Linked DNA regions of Sus scrofa: region 2 is linked to region 1. Evidence: chromatin contacts called from public Hi-C data. All regions are on one chromosome and are shown on one strand. The core of a region is the stretch at or near the end of the contact, and the rest is flanking DNA. Distances in the headings are between cores, read along the strand shown.

Region 1 (7,577 bases), core at 3,467-5,966:
CTGCTTTATGCAACATCGGGTGGGGCCCAGAGTAGCCAGAGCTCCTGCGGCAATCTGCTCTGGCTACAGTCAGCCCCTGACACTTCCCCAAATATATGGTACAGATAATAACATTTTTTAATGTGTGCAGCTATGAAAGAACAAAGGGTGTCCTGTTCTGCTGAACTAGGCCTCACTTGCTCTGCCCCACTAATGGTCTGGCCTGGTTGCCAGGTACTGTTTTGTTTTAGAAGTACGACCTTCCACAGGGGTACAAGCAGGCAGCGGTGGTCAAGGCATACTAACAGCCAGAGGCCAAGGTCAAGCGTCTCTGGAGCCATGGAGACACTTAAGACTACCCCCGAAGTGCCTGTCCAGCTGATCCTGGTGGTATCATCTGACCACTTAAGGCAAAGCCCTTTGGGTTTGACTTCAGTATGTGCCACTATGATTTTTTCTTTTTTTTTTAAAGTAAGAAGCCAACATACTTTAAGAGCTAACCAAAAGCTTTTCTGCCCTGGGGAAAGAATACTGTCAGTGAAAAGATTAACCAGTTTGGTTTACACAAGCCTATGAAGCCCTCAGGTAGTTCAGTGAAGAGATTAGTCAGTTTGACTTGCACAAGCCTATGAGGCCCTCAGATCACCTCTAGTGGAGGCCAGTCCTCTGAGGGTTAATAGAAACAGGAAAGAGCCCACCACTTCTCTTGAGGACACAGCAAACCTCTCAAAATGAATCAACAAGGGAAGTCCCTGAGCTCTCTGTCATTGTGAGATAATGGCTGATCTTCGAGAACAGACATGACCAGTCAAAGAGGGATCAAAATCCTTCCAGTCCCAAACAACCAGTGCCACAGGCATCTCCGAGAAAATGGGGAACAACTTCAGAGGGAAACGACGGACAGTTTGGATGAAAACATGCGTCGACAGGACACCTACACCTGCCTTGCCAAGGTGATGAGGGGCCAAGGGGTGTGGGACCTGAAGGACCAGAAAAAGAACACGGCTTGAAAACATATGAATAAAACAGGCTGTAAATGATAAAGAGAGCCCTTAAAATCTCTAACGGAACCTCTGCTGCAGGTGATAAGTCTACCTGCTCTTTTCAGAGATCACACAGACAACTGTCATGATGACAATTTCAGCCTTTCCAAAGAAGGAGGATAGTTATGCCATGAAGTCACAGGGATCCAGGGTCACATGCAGGTTCAGTTCGGATTTCAAAGCAGCCAACGCCAGAACATCCACACACACTGCAGGACATCTGGCTGCGGGTTTTGGCTCTCTTTAAAAGTACTTACCCCTAGTTTAATTGCTATTACTTAATTGGTTCTTTTATGTTTTCTTATTGCTTAAAAAAATTATAATTCCTAAGAGCGTTTTAAAATATATATAGTTTTGGAGTCCCCTGGTGGTGGAGCAGTTAAAGACTTGGCATTGTCACTGCTGTGGCTCAGGTTCAGTCCCTGGCCTGGGAACTTCCATGTGCCGCAGGTGTGGCCATAAATAAATAAATAAGTAAATTAAATAAATAAATAAATAAAATATATTGTTTTAATTTAATTGTGGTAAACTATTTCCATTTCTTTAGGCCCTCCAAAAGTAGAGGACGTAAGTATTGTATTTTTAGTATTATTTAAACCACCATCGGTGTTCTACAAAACCAGGTGGAGATATTTGGATGGTGTTTTTTTTTTTAAAGACTATTGCAATATATCTATTAGATATCTGTAAAAGTGGCTTAATATTTACCTTAATAAATTTTTACTGGTTTTATTAGCTCCAAGAAAACAAAAACCTAAATAACCACAACGACATTCCCCATTAAACTTATCAGTATTTTTATTAGTTAAGTTCTAAATCCAGATTAGTTAAACAGACTTGAAACATATAACCATTTGTTTCCTATTTTGTAATTTTCTGAAATTTGTCATTTTGGTTTGTTCCTAATATTCTTTGCTATTTAGATGTCTTTAGATTTTATGTGGTTACAACTTTTCCCTTCAAAAAACAACAAAGGGGCAGAGATCCAGTCCCAGCACTGCAGCCTGAGAAAAATCCACAATCCACTCCGTAGAAAGAATACCAAAACTGGTTTAAAAACATTGTAAGTCTTTAGAAATTGTCCTAAGGACATATAACAAGTGAAGAAATATTCATTCAAGAAAATCTACTACATCCCAGTAAGAGCCCTGAAGCCACAGCCCATTTCTCCCTTCACCCCTGTTCAGCAGGAGGGCCACTCCTCTCAGAAGTGTCACTCTAGAAGAAGTGGGTCACTGTCCCCACCCTTAGCTCCACCGAGGTGGCTCAGTTTTCCCCAGGAGGTGAGGCATTCCATAAGAATGGAGAGTTGTGACGTTCTCTTCCCCTAAACTGATCTGTGTGGAAGACAGTACGGAGAAGTTCAAGTCTAAGGGTGCTGTCACAAACACTGGCGATTTTGGTGGTTGGCCATTAAGAGGAGGCTAGAAGCTCGACAAGAACAACAAACTGAACCAGAGGACCACTGTGTTGCCAGAGGGCACCGGAAAGAGATGGCTAGAAAGACCCCCTCCTGGGGTTTAAAGAAAAAAAAAAAATTAGACTTTCAGTAAAAAGTAGCAAACCAGGAGTTCCCATCCTGGCGCAGTGGTTAACAAATCCGACTAGGAACTATGGGGTTTGCGGGTTCGATCCCCGGCCTTGCTCAGTGGGTTAAGGACCCAGCGTCGCCGTGAGCTGTGGTGTAGGTCAGACACGGCTCGGATCCTGCATTGCTGTGGCTCTGGCATAGGCCGGCGGCTACAGCTCCGATTAGACACCTAGCCTGGGAACCTCCATATGCCGCGGGAGTGGCCCAAGAAACAGCAAAAAGACAAAAAAAAAAAAAAAAAAAGTAGCAAACCAGACACAATTTAAGTTTGCTCCTTCTCAAAAACCCATTCAAATAATAATTTTATTTTTTAAGACAAAGCTGCAAAGATTAGGAGCAGAGGCCACTTTAGAAGCTAGAAAGCAGAATGGCTTAAACTTCTCAACGTCTAATGAAAGCCAGAAGACTGAAAGAAAGCTTTCGAAATTATAAAGGCAAGTTACTTTTAACCTAAAATTCTATGTTCTTCTAGCTTTGACCAAATTTAAGCATAGAAGAATAAAGAATAAATCTAGAAAAGTCTTCGATGAAAGAAACACTGAGGCAGGAGGTAATGGGCCCCAGGATAGACATTTGCAACTAGCCTCTTGTTTACACTCCCTGAGGCAGGAGACAGGTGGGCTCCAGGACAAACATTCACAACCAGCCACCTGTCTATACTTCAGATAGAAATAACACAGGCCCAGGGCAAATAAGTGGTACTTGTCTTCTGTGAACTTGTTAAACAAAGACTCAAAAGGGGGCTGAGCCCTGCTTGGACAATGAACTAAGAGGTCACGTCCTCCCCATCCTCAGGGTCAGGGAGACCCCAACTACACATGCACAGAGAGAGACCCCTCTGGGTCAGAGACGGAGGAGGCGTCAGCCCATAATAAGGCTGGATAACCTTCCCGCCATGCTCTGCTTTGGAACCCATCTGGTCCAAAAGACACGCACGCAGATCAGGGGAGGGCCCTGGGTCTGGTAGGTGTAAAAGGTGAAACAAGGTAATTGGCTAAAGGGAGACAAAGACCCGGAAGAACTACCCTAAAATAAGTGGTCAAAGTCACCTCTGCTCCTCACTGAGGGGTCGCCCGCACCCGCACCCCCTTTGGGTGCCTACTACTGTTTGCGTCTGCCTTCGACAAATAGCCTGATTCTCTGCATTTCTGTGCTCTCCCACACATGGTACCGTGTTTCTAACAATAAGCTTTATACCTATTTTTACAGTCTTTGCCTCCTTGAAACATTCTTGTTTTGACAGATTATGTCTGAAACAGAAAAATCAAGAAGTACCATTATAAGGATGTTGCTTATAGAACTGTGGTAAATACCTAAAGAATCAGCTATAAGAGGTGAGGTGCTTCTTGCCCTGGAGGAGAGAAGAGGACAGTGTGGGACTGCTGTTTTCCATAATGAACTCTGAAGAATTCTTTGACTCTTGCAAAACTATGTGCATTCTAACTTCAAGCGCATTCCAACTTGGTATGCTTCTGTCTCTTCTATACTGTGTGACTCATTCACCAGTGTTCAGTTTTCAGTGACCAGTTTATATGAGCACCAAAAAGTTAATACTGTCTTGGCCTTGAAGGCACTATTATGAAGGCTGGACTTCTGCTTTAAATAATAACAGCTACTATTAGTATGTGCCCAGTACTGTACGGAGAACGTTCACGTATCATCCCCAATTTCTACAACAGCCATGCGAAACAGACATTGTTTCCATTTTACAGACGAGAAACTGATGCTCCCAGAGGGCAAATAATGCGCTCATCTGCAGCAGAACTCCCAGATCCCGAAGTTTCTGTTCTTTCTTTCTATTAGATCACATGCCTTCTTTCTAGGGTTTGAGTTTTCAAAGAACTACAAAGGGGGGGGGGTGTAGCACAAAGTGGGGGCAAACATATCAAACACTCCAAAGAAGCCCTTTGCCCAAAGGTCACAGAGGGGAAGAGGACCCCTGAAGGATTCAGCAATGTTACCGGGTCGCTGTCTACTGACACAACCGAGCTTAACCCAAATTGGAATTTCCAGCTGGTCATGTGAGCACAGAAAGCAATTTTTAAACTCTGGCCAGGAGTCCCTCTGATTACAAAAATAAAAGCTCCGTTCTGCTCTTATTTTGAAACAAGAGATGTTCCAGCTGCTCCAGCAAGGGCCTGAGCACCCCTGTGAGGACGCTAAAAAGACAAGGTTTTGTGTCCAGAGGTGCCCCGTCACCCTACAAGCTGATTTCTGAAAGGGCGGACTGAGGCATATCTGCTTCCCATGGGGGTGACCTGGGTCTGGGACCTTAGGCCGGATGATCGTGAAGGTCCCTTCTGAGTAAGACTCCAGGGTGTGTTTATCCGGGTTTAAAACATTGGGAGCTTTGAGCGTGTGCTGGCTTGTTTCCTTTCTGGAATTCTCCTGGGATATAATCAAGACGCTTACCTGGCTCTTTAAGTCAACTGTCTGGTCGACTCAGGTGTGGGTGAAGCATAAGGTGTGGGGAACAGCAGGGTTGTTTACATTCCTTGCTTCTGAAAAGTCACACGGGCCACCGGCAAGAAATGAAAGTGAAATCAGGGGACAGTGTCACCAGTCAGCACAAACGTGCCAGAGTTCAGAGAGCTGTTTACTTAGGCACAACTGCGCCTGCCAGCCGGTCATAAGCTCGGGGCTGCGTGCATCTGCCGCTCCCCTCTCCGCTGCCCCGGGTCTGGAGCCTGCCTTTGGGAAGCCGGCGACAGAGATCGGACAGTCAACCGAACCTGATTTCCTGCTCCTCCTCTTAGGAGCCTTGTGTGGGTTCTGCATCTTCTTGTTTGTAAGTACCTACCCTGTATGCCCCCGTGGCTCGCCCAGACCCCTGCTGCTCCGTAAGAAGGCTACTTCCCTCTCAGACCTGGCAGCCGCGCCAGGGGCCCAGGAATGACTGGCAGCCGGGCGTGGGACCCTCCCCCGTGCACCGTGTGCACTCCGATCCCTTCAGCATCACCCTGTGCGCCTCTGGCCTCAAAATGGTGCAGGTGATGCCAGGGCAACTGGTTAGAAACGCGGGGGAGAAGAGCGGGCGGCAGGGTCTTGCACACGGTCTATACAAAACAGTCCGGGGCGTGTGAAGTGGACTCTTCATCAGAAATAGGTGGCCAGACACAAGCGGAGCACTGACGCACAGCAGCTAAACCGGTAGTCACAGAAACTCTGAGTCCTTAAAACATGCCCTGTGGATTAAGATGGTCAGAAAGACCTGTGTCCTTGACTCAGAAAGAAGACAACAGCATCCAAGAGATTTTTAGACCCTGTGTTATGAGCAGACACTGCTTCTCACGCCTCGATGGAAATTCATGGCGGGATTTTAGTTCTGTTGGTGCAGAAAGACTTTTTCTTTTTTTAACATGGGCTTGTTTCTCTCATTTCCAGCAGGCTTCTTCTCTTATAAAATCAAAGGCTTCTTTGGGAAGAGATGAATATATGTATATATGTGATTCTGTCTTTCCTTCCTCCCTCAGGACAACTGAAGTGCATTTCTCAGTGTCTCCTTTCTCAACACTCTTGCCAACTAACCCTCTGCTTTATTTACCTACCAAGATTGTTTCTTTTCTAAATTTCACTTTTATGTAAATCGAACATGATTCTGGAAATATTTCTCATGCAAAAGGAAGAATGCTTGCCTCTAATGCCCAGAGGTCTCGGGGCTAACATTAACCTTTCAGAGCGTTTCCTTGGTCTCTTTCTTGGCAGTCCTACCATACAGTGTGATTTTAGACCTGGTTTTTCTAAAGGCTACATGGCGTTTTGTTATCTTGGTATGTTATAAGTTAAGTCTAATGTTGGGCATTCAAGTTGTTTCTCATTTTATGCCAAAGTCATAGTGTGATGACCATTCCTATACATAAATCATGATTGCATTTCTGGTTGCTGCCTTAGGGCAGACTCGTAAGTGGAATTACTTGGCCAAAAAGATCGGATGAGTTTCAGGAGTTGGGGTGCCTTTTGCCATACAGCCTCCCAGGAAGTTTGTAGGAATTTCCACACCATCACTGCATGAAAATGCTGGTATTACGGCACTCTTGGTATCAAGCATTTTTATCTACAGCTTTGATAAGGAAACCCAGAGGGTATTTTACTTGGCATGTCTTTGATTACCTTACATAAGCTATAGACTTTCTTTCATGTTAATTAATGTGATATGGTGACTCATAATAAGAAATGCATATTTGGTTTTTGTCCCCATTTCTGGCACAGACCTCCTAAAACCCTTGGAACTTCCTAAGTGATAATGGAGGTAAAGGTGTCTTTTTTATTCAACCCCTTTCAGCCACCCCGAGTTTGTTAAGGACTTGACTTTTGGAAAGTCCCCGAGGATGGGGCTGGTTGCCAGGAGAAACAACCATGTGATGAGAGGGATGAAACGTTCAGCCCCGACCCACCCCCAGCGTCTAGTGGGGTGAGCGAAGCTAGAGATTGAGTTCCATCACCAATGACCCCTGGTTCCAGCAATCATCCCTAAAATACAGACTTCAAGAGCTTCTGGGTAGAAGAACACGCAGAGGTGCTGGGAGGGGGACAGGCCCAGAGAGGGCACGGAAAGTCCAAGACCCCCCACCCCACCCCGACCCCCATCCTCTGCCCTGTGCATCTTCCACTGGGCTGCTCCTGAGCTGTATCCTTTTATAACCAGGATTCCAGGAAGTAAACCGTTTTCCTGAGTTCTGTGAGCCGCTTTAACAAGTTAATCAGACTCAAGAAGGGGGTCGTGGGAACCTCCAAGTTAGAGCTGGTTGGTCAGAAGCACAGGAGACAAACTAGACTTGGGGGAGGTGGTGGTGGGGGAGGGGGCGGCGCTCAGCTTGTGGGACAGCCCTTAACCTGTGGCATCTGACACTGTCTCCAGGGATAGTGTCAGAATTAAGTCAAAGTGTAGGACATACAGTTGTCACAGAGAATTCCTTGGTGATGAAAAACCCTCACTTATTTGGTGGAGGGTACAAATAGGGAAA
Region 2 (7,577 bases), core at 1,468-3,967, 190 kb before region 1:
CGACTCCAGCCTAGACAACGTGTCATCTCCAGAGAGGATCGACACCACCCCCTCCTCAGCAGCTGGGATCTGGTTGCTCGCCAAGCTGTTGCTGACCAGGCTCCCTTGCCCGCTTGGCTGATGAGGTCACCACAGCAGAGTGCCACGGGGGCAGCCAGGCCCAGTGTTGCAACATGTTCCCTAGGCTGGCTGTTGCCCTCATTTCAGCAAACACCCCACGTACCGGCAGATCACTGATCCCCTGGCTCTCTTCCCTCTGCCTTTGTATTCACTTTTCTGTGCTGCATCTTCCCTTGAGTAGAAGGGAAAAGAAGAGCTTCTCAGATTTGATTTCTCAGTGGGAACTGTTTGCTTTGGAAGCCACCTACACCGATGTTAATTGAGAACAGAGCTCAGAACGAGGGCCTGAGAACTGCACCCGGATGAACTTTTCAGTGGGCTGGTTTCCGTTGATCTCTACAGAATCGAATTATTGTATGCAAGTGATACCGTGAGTGATCAGCTAGTTCTCCAAAGGCTGAGCACGTGGATCAGTGTCTTTTCCTTTAACTAGTTCTCTACCTCAGAAGAATTATTTGTAATTGATCATGTAAAGTCGACGTCATGAAAGCTACTGGGGACCCTGGCCCCCACTGCCCATTAATAACATTCTGGAAATTATGAAGCAATCTGGGCCCTTTACAATCTAAATCTAAACCGGATGAGCCTCTATTAGAGAGATTACAGTAAAAAATAACAATCAGCTCTCTGATGATCCTATGCCGAGGGAAAGGGTGGGGAGGAGTAGATTTGGCAAAGGACAAGCCCAGACTTTCGTCACCGGGACAGACCAAAGTGTTAACACAAAGGGAGAACCCGGGAGCATCCTGCACACCGCATTTCAGCCGCAAATACCATGGCACCTCCTCGGGCCCAGTCCACGCCCTGAGCGCCCCAGGGTCTCCGCACCTCTGCGCTCGCCGCCCCCGCCCCTTCCAGCTGCAGATATGCTCGGGGGATCCGGATCGCAGGGAAGACGCAGCCTGGCCGCGCTCTCCCAGTGAGTGCTCGCTTCACCTCTTCGGTTTTCCTTCTTCTTTTTTCTTATAAAGGAATTTTGTTAAAAAGAAAAAAAAATGTAACTGTGGGAGTGGGAGGGAAGAGAAGAAATCAGGAGGCAAAGAAAGGCGGTGAGTGTGTAAGTTTCAGACCTGTATGAAACTTTTTGGTCTCAACCTGGTTGTGGTTCTGAGTGGTTTGCCTCATTTCCATTTTTATGGTGGTTTGTAGACCATTTGTGGGGGTGGGGGGTGGGGGTTATACCTAGGCACGGCTTTTCTTATTTCAAATAGCGATCTACAGAGCCTTCTGTTTCTAAAGATCTGCTGTTAATTTAGACCTGAACCCTCTTCAGGGCTCAGAGACTTTGGCTAAAGCACACATTGCCCAATCCTTACAGACAACAGCCCAAAGCCTTTAATACACTGACCATCTGACTGTGACAGAACAAGACCGCGAGCACATGCTATTGATCAGAGTGTTGTTCAGATAGCAGGCTCCAAAGTTGAGGATCCTGGAATCTTGGAATGTTCAAGCTAGAGGGGCCCCTAGGGTTGTTTGCTGTATTGCTCTGCTTCTATAGACAGGGCTGTGCACCTCAGAGGGGCAGCTCAGCTGACCCAAAACCAGAGGACAGTCAGTAGCCGGGAAGCCAGGGTCTTTGTACTCACAGGCAACAGCCCTTTTCACGATGGCGTTTATGAGGTTTGGAAAACTCGCTGGATCTTGGAAAAAGGTACCGCACAAGAGTAAGAACACCAGATGGCCTTTCAGTAAATCTGTCCCATTTTAGGGAGTTTTGGCATGGATTCAGCATGACAATTGTTGTTCCAGTTGTTCCAGCATTTGTGCAACAGTTCGCCAAATAAACAGGAACTCAACGGGGTCCTAAAAATGAGACCCATGTCCACTTATATTAGCAAATCTCTTGGGTGACAGTTTCTGTGAGTGTGAATGCGCAAAAGGCTGTTGGAGGTAATCTATACAGTCCTGAGGTTATCATAGTGGTTGGGGGTTTTTACTTTTTTGGCAATTTACTGTTACAGATCATTCTGTTACGTAAAGGAGGTATTCTGATTTTGGGGGTGGTTTTGTATCTAGAGCTTCTCATTTGATTGCAGACCCCAGTCAACGCCCATTCCTCACCCCCAACCCACCCCCCCGTTGCTCTCTATTGCCCCCAACCCTATTACTCCACCAGAACTTCTTTGCAATCCTAGGTCTCCGTGGAATTTTAGAAACCCCATTCTTGTAATGCCTCCATTTCAGAAAAGGAAACCAAGGCATGTGGAGTGAGGGGCTTGTCCAGTGTTCACAACTGGCCAACCACAGAGCTTAGAAGGAAGGCAAAGAGGCCAGTGGGGGGAGGGGGTGCGAATTCCAGCTTCTGTTTTTTTTTTCCTACTCCATCATGCCCACGATCTATCAGTTTACTTTCTCCGTGTCTCTCCACTCACTCTGTCATTCCCTGAATTTCAGCAGTTATTGCCTCCTACCTAGACGATTGCAGTTGCCTTCTATCTGGTCTTGGCTTCAGGCTCTCTCCCCTTTCCAGTCCTGTCCCATCTCGCCCTCCTGTCCCTCAGCTTTGAAGACAGAGCCCACTCTCCTCAACATGGCATTCGAGGTCTCCACAGTCTGTCTGCCTTTAATAGCCCTTCCCATTTGGACCTCCCCCTGCTCTGACCAAATCACGTCACTCGCTGGTTCCCAAACTCATGTCCAAGCCACCTTCCTTCCTTGGCTCACTCTTTCCTCTGTGGGGAACACTCCGTGCGCCTTAGTTTCCTCGTCTGAAATGGAGGCATTCAACAAGACTGGGGTTTCTGAAGGGTTCCACGGAGACCAACGAAGTTTTGGTGGAGTGGGTAGGGCGACATGGAATAGAGAAGAGGCAGGGTGGCATAGAAGTGAGCAATGCGGGTTACAGTAAACATTAGAGGCTCAGAGTTCTTGTTGTGGCTCAGCAGTCGTAAACCTGACTAGTATTTCAAGAGGCTGCAGGTACGATCCCTGGCCCTCCTCAGTGGGTTGAGTATCCGGCGCTGCAGTGTAGATCGCAGATGTGGCTTGGATTTGGCGTGGCTGTGGCTGTGGCATAGGCTGGCAGCTGCAGCTCTGATTCAACGCCTAGCCTGAGAACTTCCATATGCGACAGGTACAGCCCATAAAATGAAAAATTTTTAAAAACAAAAGGAAAGAAATTAGAGGCTCTAGCTTACCTGTTCCTGACTTCCTTTCTGTCCTTCAAGGTCCTGATCAAATGCTACTTTCCACCACAAGACTTCCTCAGCTCCCCTTTTCTCTCCACACTAATAACTTTTGCCTATCCTTCTGTTTTTCACCTTGAACTAAAGTTAAGTGAGCATCGGTGAGCTTGCTTGTCCTCCTGCAATAAATGGGAATTCATTTGAGGGCAGGGACTATTTTGAATCTCTGAACCTTCAACTTCTAACATGGTACCAATGCTCAGAAAATATCCATTAGCATTCCCATTATTGGATAAACCAAACTCAATTCATCTAAGTTCACTTTTCACTGGACTCATTTGAACACACAAAGCTTCTGCACCTTCTGCTTAGGAAGAAGTATTAGGTTAAATGCCAAAACAGATGCCCAACAAAATGAGTTCTAAATTCCTTTCCATTTGCATCAGATAATTTATTTCAGTTTCATCACCTACAGAGCAAGACTGACAGTGTTTTTTTTATGAGGTGCATTAAAATTCCTGAATGCCAAGACCTACCCAGAGCCATGTTATTTTCAGGGGTAGGTGTGAAAGGCTGTTCAGTTCTTTAGTTTTCAGGGTGTTGCTTAATTTGTTTCTGGTAAGATTATTGAGAGATTCTGTCACTTGCAGTCTAATATCTTCACCACTTCCATACTTTCTCATTTTCCCAAAGCCTTAGTGAAGTCTTCTTGAGTCAGGATTTTGGATTTCTTGTAAATAGCCATGCTTTTGTCCATTAAGAGTTAAATTTCTCATAAGGTGTGCTTTTATATATCCTGAGGATGAAAAAGTTTTGTTCCTGTGACATATTTTGTAACAAATGTGGAAGGGGATATAAATTTTTAAACCATGGAATCAAAGAAATGTAGGAAATTATTTAGTTCATCCCACTGGTTTTCTGAAGAAACTAAGTTAAAAACATGTCAGGGGAATAAATGACTGGCATAATTATCCAAGATACAGAAAGGGTACATGTACCTATATTCAGATTTGTAAAAAGTTTAGGAATAGCTGTTTTTTTTCAGTCTTCTTGGTGAATGTAGCATTACAATTTTCCAGCATGTTAAAGTTTTAAAAAATTCAATGAAAACCATATATTTCCTTCTCCCTAATAAATATCACATTTGAAACACTTCCTAATTGCTGTGAATTGTCATTATGAATATAGTTATTTAAATCATGCAGTGAAACAGTGGTATCTCCGAGGCTGCAGCTCCCATCCAAAAATGGTCCAATTATTGTTTGATGTCTTCCATCTTCTTATTTATGTATTTTATCTTTCCTAATTAGTCTTAAGGCATCCAGCTCTAGCAGTTCCACTATCTATTCTGCTGTAGCCAAGGCTATCAAGAAACCTCCTTTGTTAGAATTGTGTTCACAGGAAAAGTCCCCAGTCTGGGTAGAGGAGCAGTGAGGAGCCTTCTTTCCTGCAGAGTCAAAGGCGTGTGCATTTTGTGACTGTTGGTTTGTATAACAAACTGGCCATTTTTACTCCTTTGGGGTTCAAAGATTGGCTTTAAATGATTGACTTTACTGGACCTCTTATCTGGTTAAGGGTAAAATTACTCCTTGCTGTTAATGAATCAAAAACTAAGAACAAGTGGCAGAGAAACATGTACTTGTGCTTTTTGTGTGGGGGGCACTCCGTAAATGGCATTGCTGAACTGCCGCTGCAGTGGTGTCTGCCCCAGATCTTAATGGAGGTAGTCTCAACTTTCTGCATATGTCTCCTGGCTACCTGGCCACAAGCACACTGGCTGGCCTTTCTTTCCTTCCCGATTGATGCTATTTGCATTGTTCACTCTTCTTCTGCTTACCTTTGACCTATCCCTATCCTTGACATGAGCCCACACTTCATGCTGCTTCTCACATCCACCCCAGTCCCCCCAGAATGGCTTTGCAGAAACACATGTAGCTGTGGCAAGAGGAATGGGGACTGCCCCCTGGAAGCCAATTCGCCCCTGGCATTTCTAATCAGACCAGTGTGGATGCCTTTTTCCCGTAGAAATGCGGCTTCAGTTCTCAGCACTGGTTTCAGATACATCCTGCGTTTTAAAAGGTGATTGAGGGCTGACCTGAGATCCCAACTGCCGTGTATAATAGTGTTTGAAGTTCCAAAAACCAATTTGCAAATTAAGGTTTTGGAAACAGCTTTTTATAAACGTAGGACTGCCTGAATTCCTTTCCAAGCCTAATTGAATTTTTAAGAGGAGCCTTTAAAAATCTGTAAACCTCATTCATTTCCATGCATTCATTCAACAAATATTCATTGAGGGTTTCCTGTGCTGGTTAGTGCTGTTGGACTAGGCACTAAGAACATAAAAAAGAACAAACACAGGCTCTGGCGTCAAGATTATCTAGTCTTTCACCCTCCCACCCACCGCAGCAGTCTTTCTTCTGCCTCCCCCCACACCCACCACCTAACAGACACACTTCTCCAGGCCCTTTTAGGCTGATCAGAGTTGTTTTCCTGTTTTCTCTTTCCCTCTGATCCTCTGAAAGAAACACACGTTTTTTTAAACTTATACTTAAGTATAAACTTAAAATATAATAAACCTAATTTTATTTAATGACTCAGTATTACATACATGTATACACATATATGCATATATATGTTTGAACCAGTACTTCACAAAACAGTGCTCACTCTTGCTATGTATAACGCCTTCTGATACGTTCTTTTTTCAAGTTGTACTACACATTTTTTTTCCGCTTTGTTGAGGTATAACTGACAAATAAAATTGTAATATACTTAAAATGTGCAGTGTGATGATCTGCTAGATCTACATCTTGTGAAAGGATTTCCATCATTAATGAACACATTTATCACCTCTTGTATTTACCTTTTTTATTTATTTCTTTTTTTGGTGAGAACAAAGAAGTTCTACTCTCCTAGCATTTTTCAGTTGATAACAGTACTATGTTATCAACTATAGCCAGCATGTTAGAATTAGATCCTTAGCCTTTATTCATCTTGTAACTAGAGTGTTGTGCCCTTTTACTAGCCTTTCCCTATTTCCCAGGCCCCCAGCTCCTGGCAACCACCATTCTAGTTTAACCTTTTTAATTCCGCATATAAGTGATACCATGCAGTATTTGTTTTTCTCTGGCTTGTTTCACCTGCCCTCCAGATTCATCCATGTTGTTGCAAATGGCATTAATTTCTTTCTTTCTTTCTTTCTCTTTCTCTCTCTTTCTTTCTTTCTTTCTTCCTTTCTTTTGGCCATACCTATGGCATGTGAAGTTCCCAGGCCAGGGATCAGACCCAAGCCACAGCAGTGACAATGCCACATCCTAACTGCTAGGCCGCTAGGGAACTCAGAATTTACTTCTTTTTAAAGGCTAGATAGGGAGTTCCCGTTGCGGTGCAGTGGAAATGAATCTGACTGGTATCCACGAGGACGTGGGTTTAATCCCCGACGTCGATCAGTGGGTTAAGGATCCGGCATGGTCGTGAGCTATGGTGTAGATCGCAGACGCGGCTCGGATCTGGCATTGCTGTTATTGTGGCATAGGCCGGCAGCTGTAGCTCCGATTAGACCCCCAGACTAGGAACTTCCATATGCTGTGGATGCAGCCCTAAAAAGGAAAATAAAATGAGACTGGATAATATTCCATATTATTATGTATATATTATAGATGTATACCATTCCATATTTTATGTATGTTTATCTATCTGTCCTTCTATTTCTGTTTATTCATTGATGAATACATAGGCTGTTTCCATACCTTGGCTATTGTGAGCAATGCTGCAATAACAAGACAGTAGAGATACCTCTTTGATATAATGATTTAGTCTTGCCCTCTGATATTTTCTATTTTTTTATTTTATCAAAAAATGCTAAGTCATAACCTACTAAGTAGCTTTCAGAAGCTTCAAACTAAAGTTTGAAAACCATTAAATATATTACATAATCTTGGTATCCCTGCCCCTGCTTTTCACAGCAGCTTAGGAAGCCATGCTAGCCAGTGACCACACTGGCTGCCTGCTCCAGGGACCCTGGAGGTTTAAGGGGAGGCTTTTCAGGTGGGCCTCAGAAGGTCTGGATCCTGGTCCAGCTCCTTCAGAAGGCAGCACTGTGATCTCCAGGAAGCCCCTTCATCTCACTGCCATGCAGTATGCAATGGAGATGCTTATGCTTGCTCAGTGTAACTTGTAAGAGCATCCAGTACCATGACGTGCATTGAAGTATACGAGAAAAAAACTAAATACATAACAAATGCAAGTTATGATTAAATAGCCTAATTTTTCCCAATTAAAATTTAATATCAGGGAAACAACTGGGAGGAACCATTTTTTTCTTTACAG

The links. A called contact is a pair of places that touch in the nucleus more often than the background predicts.
Region 2: a Hi-C map of liver shows a contact between it and region 1, with 3 times the contacts expected there. The contact joins the enhancer-like site here to the promoter of TMEM140 in region 1. A contact is called at or near these places in 1 of 5 promoter capture datasets (liver), 4 of 47 Hi-C or Micro-C datasets (liver and skeletal muscle) and 2 of 2 datasets of contacts at active chromatin or transcription factors (alveolar macrophages and skeletal muscle).

What each region holds. Positions count from the first base shown.
Region 1 is chr18:14,145,758-14,153,334 of Sscrofa11.1, reverse strand. TMEM140 (transmembrane protein 140) reads left to right here and starts at 4,716. Exons shown (of 2, transcript XM_003134650.4): 1 at 4,716-5,401.
Region 2 is chr18:14,333,766-14,341,342 of Sscrofa11.1, reverse strand. All of the region lies in intron 3 of CALD1 (caldesmon), which reads left to right. Among named protein-coding and RNA genes, the nearest start is that of AGBL3, 72 kb to the right of the region's middle. Within about 2 kb of position 2,717, at least 10 of the 83 cell types and tissues checked have an H3K27ac peak or open chromatin away from gene starts, as enhancers often do. A contact at or near this core is called in liver, where this site is marked.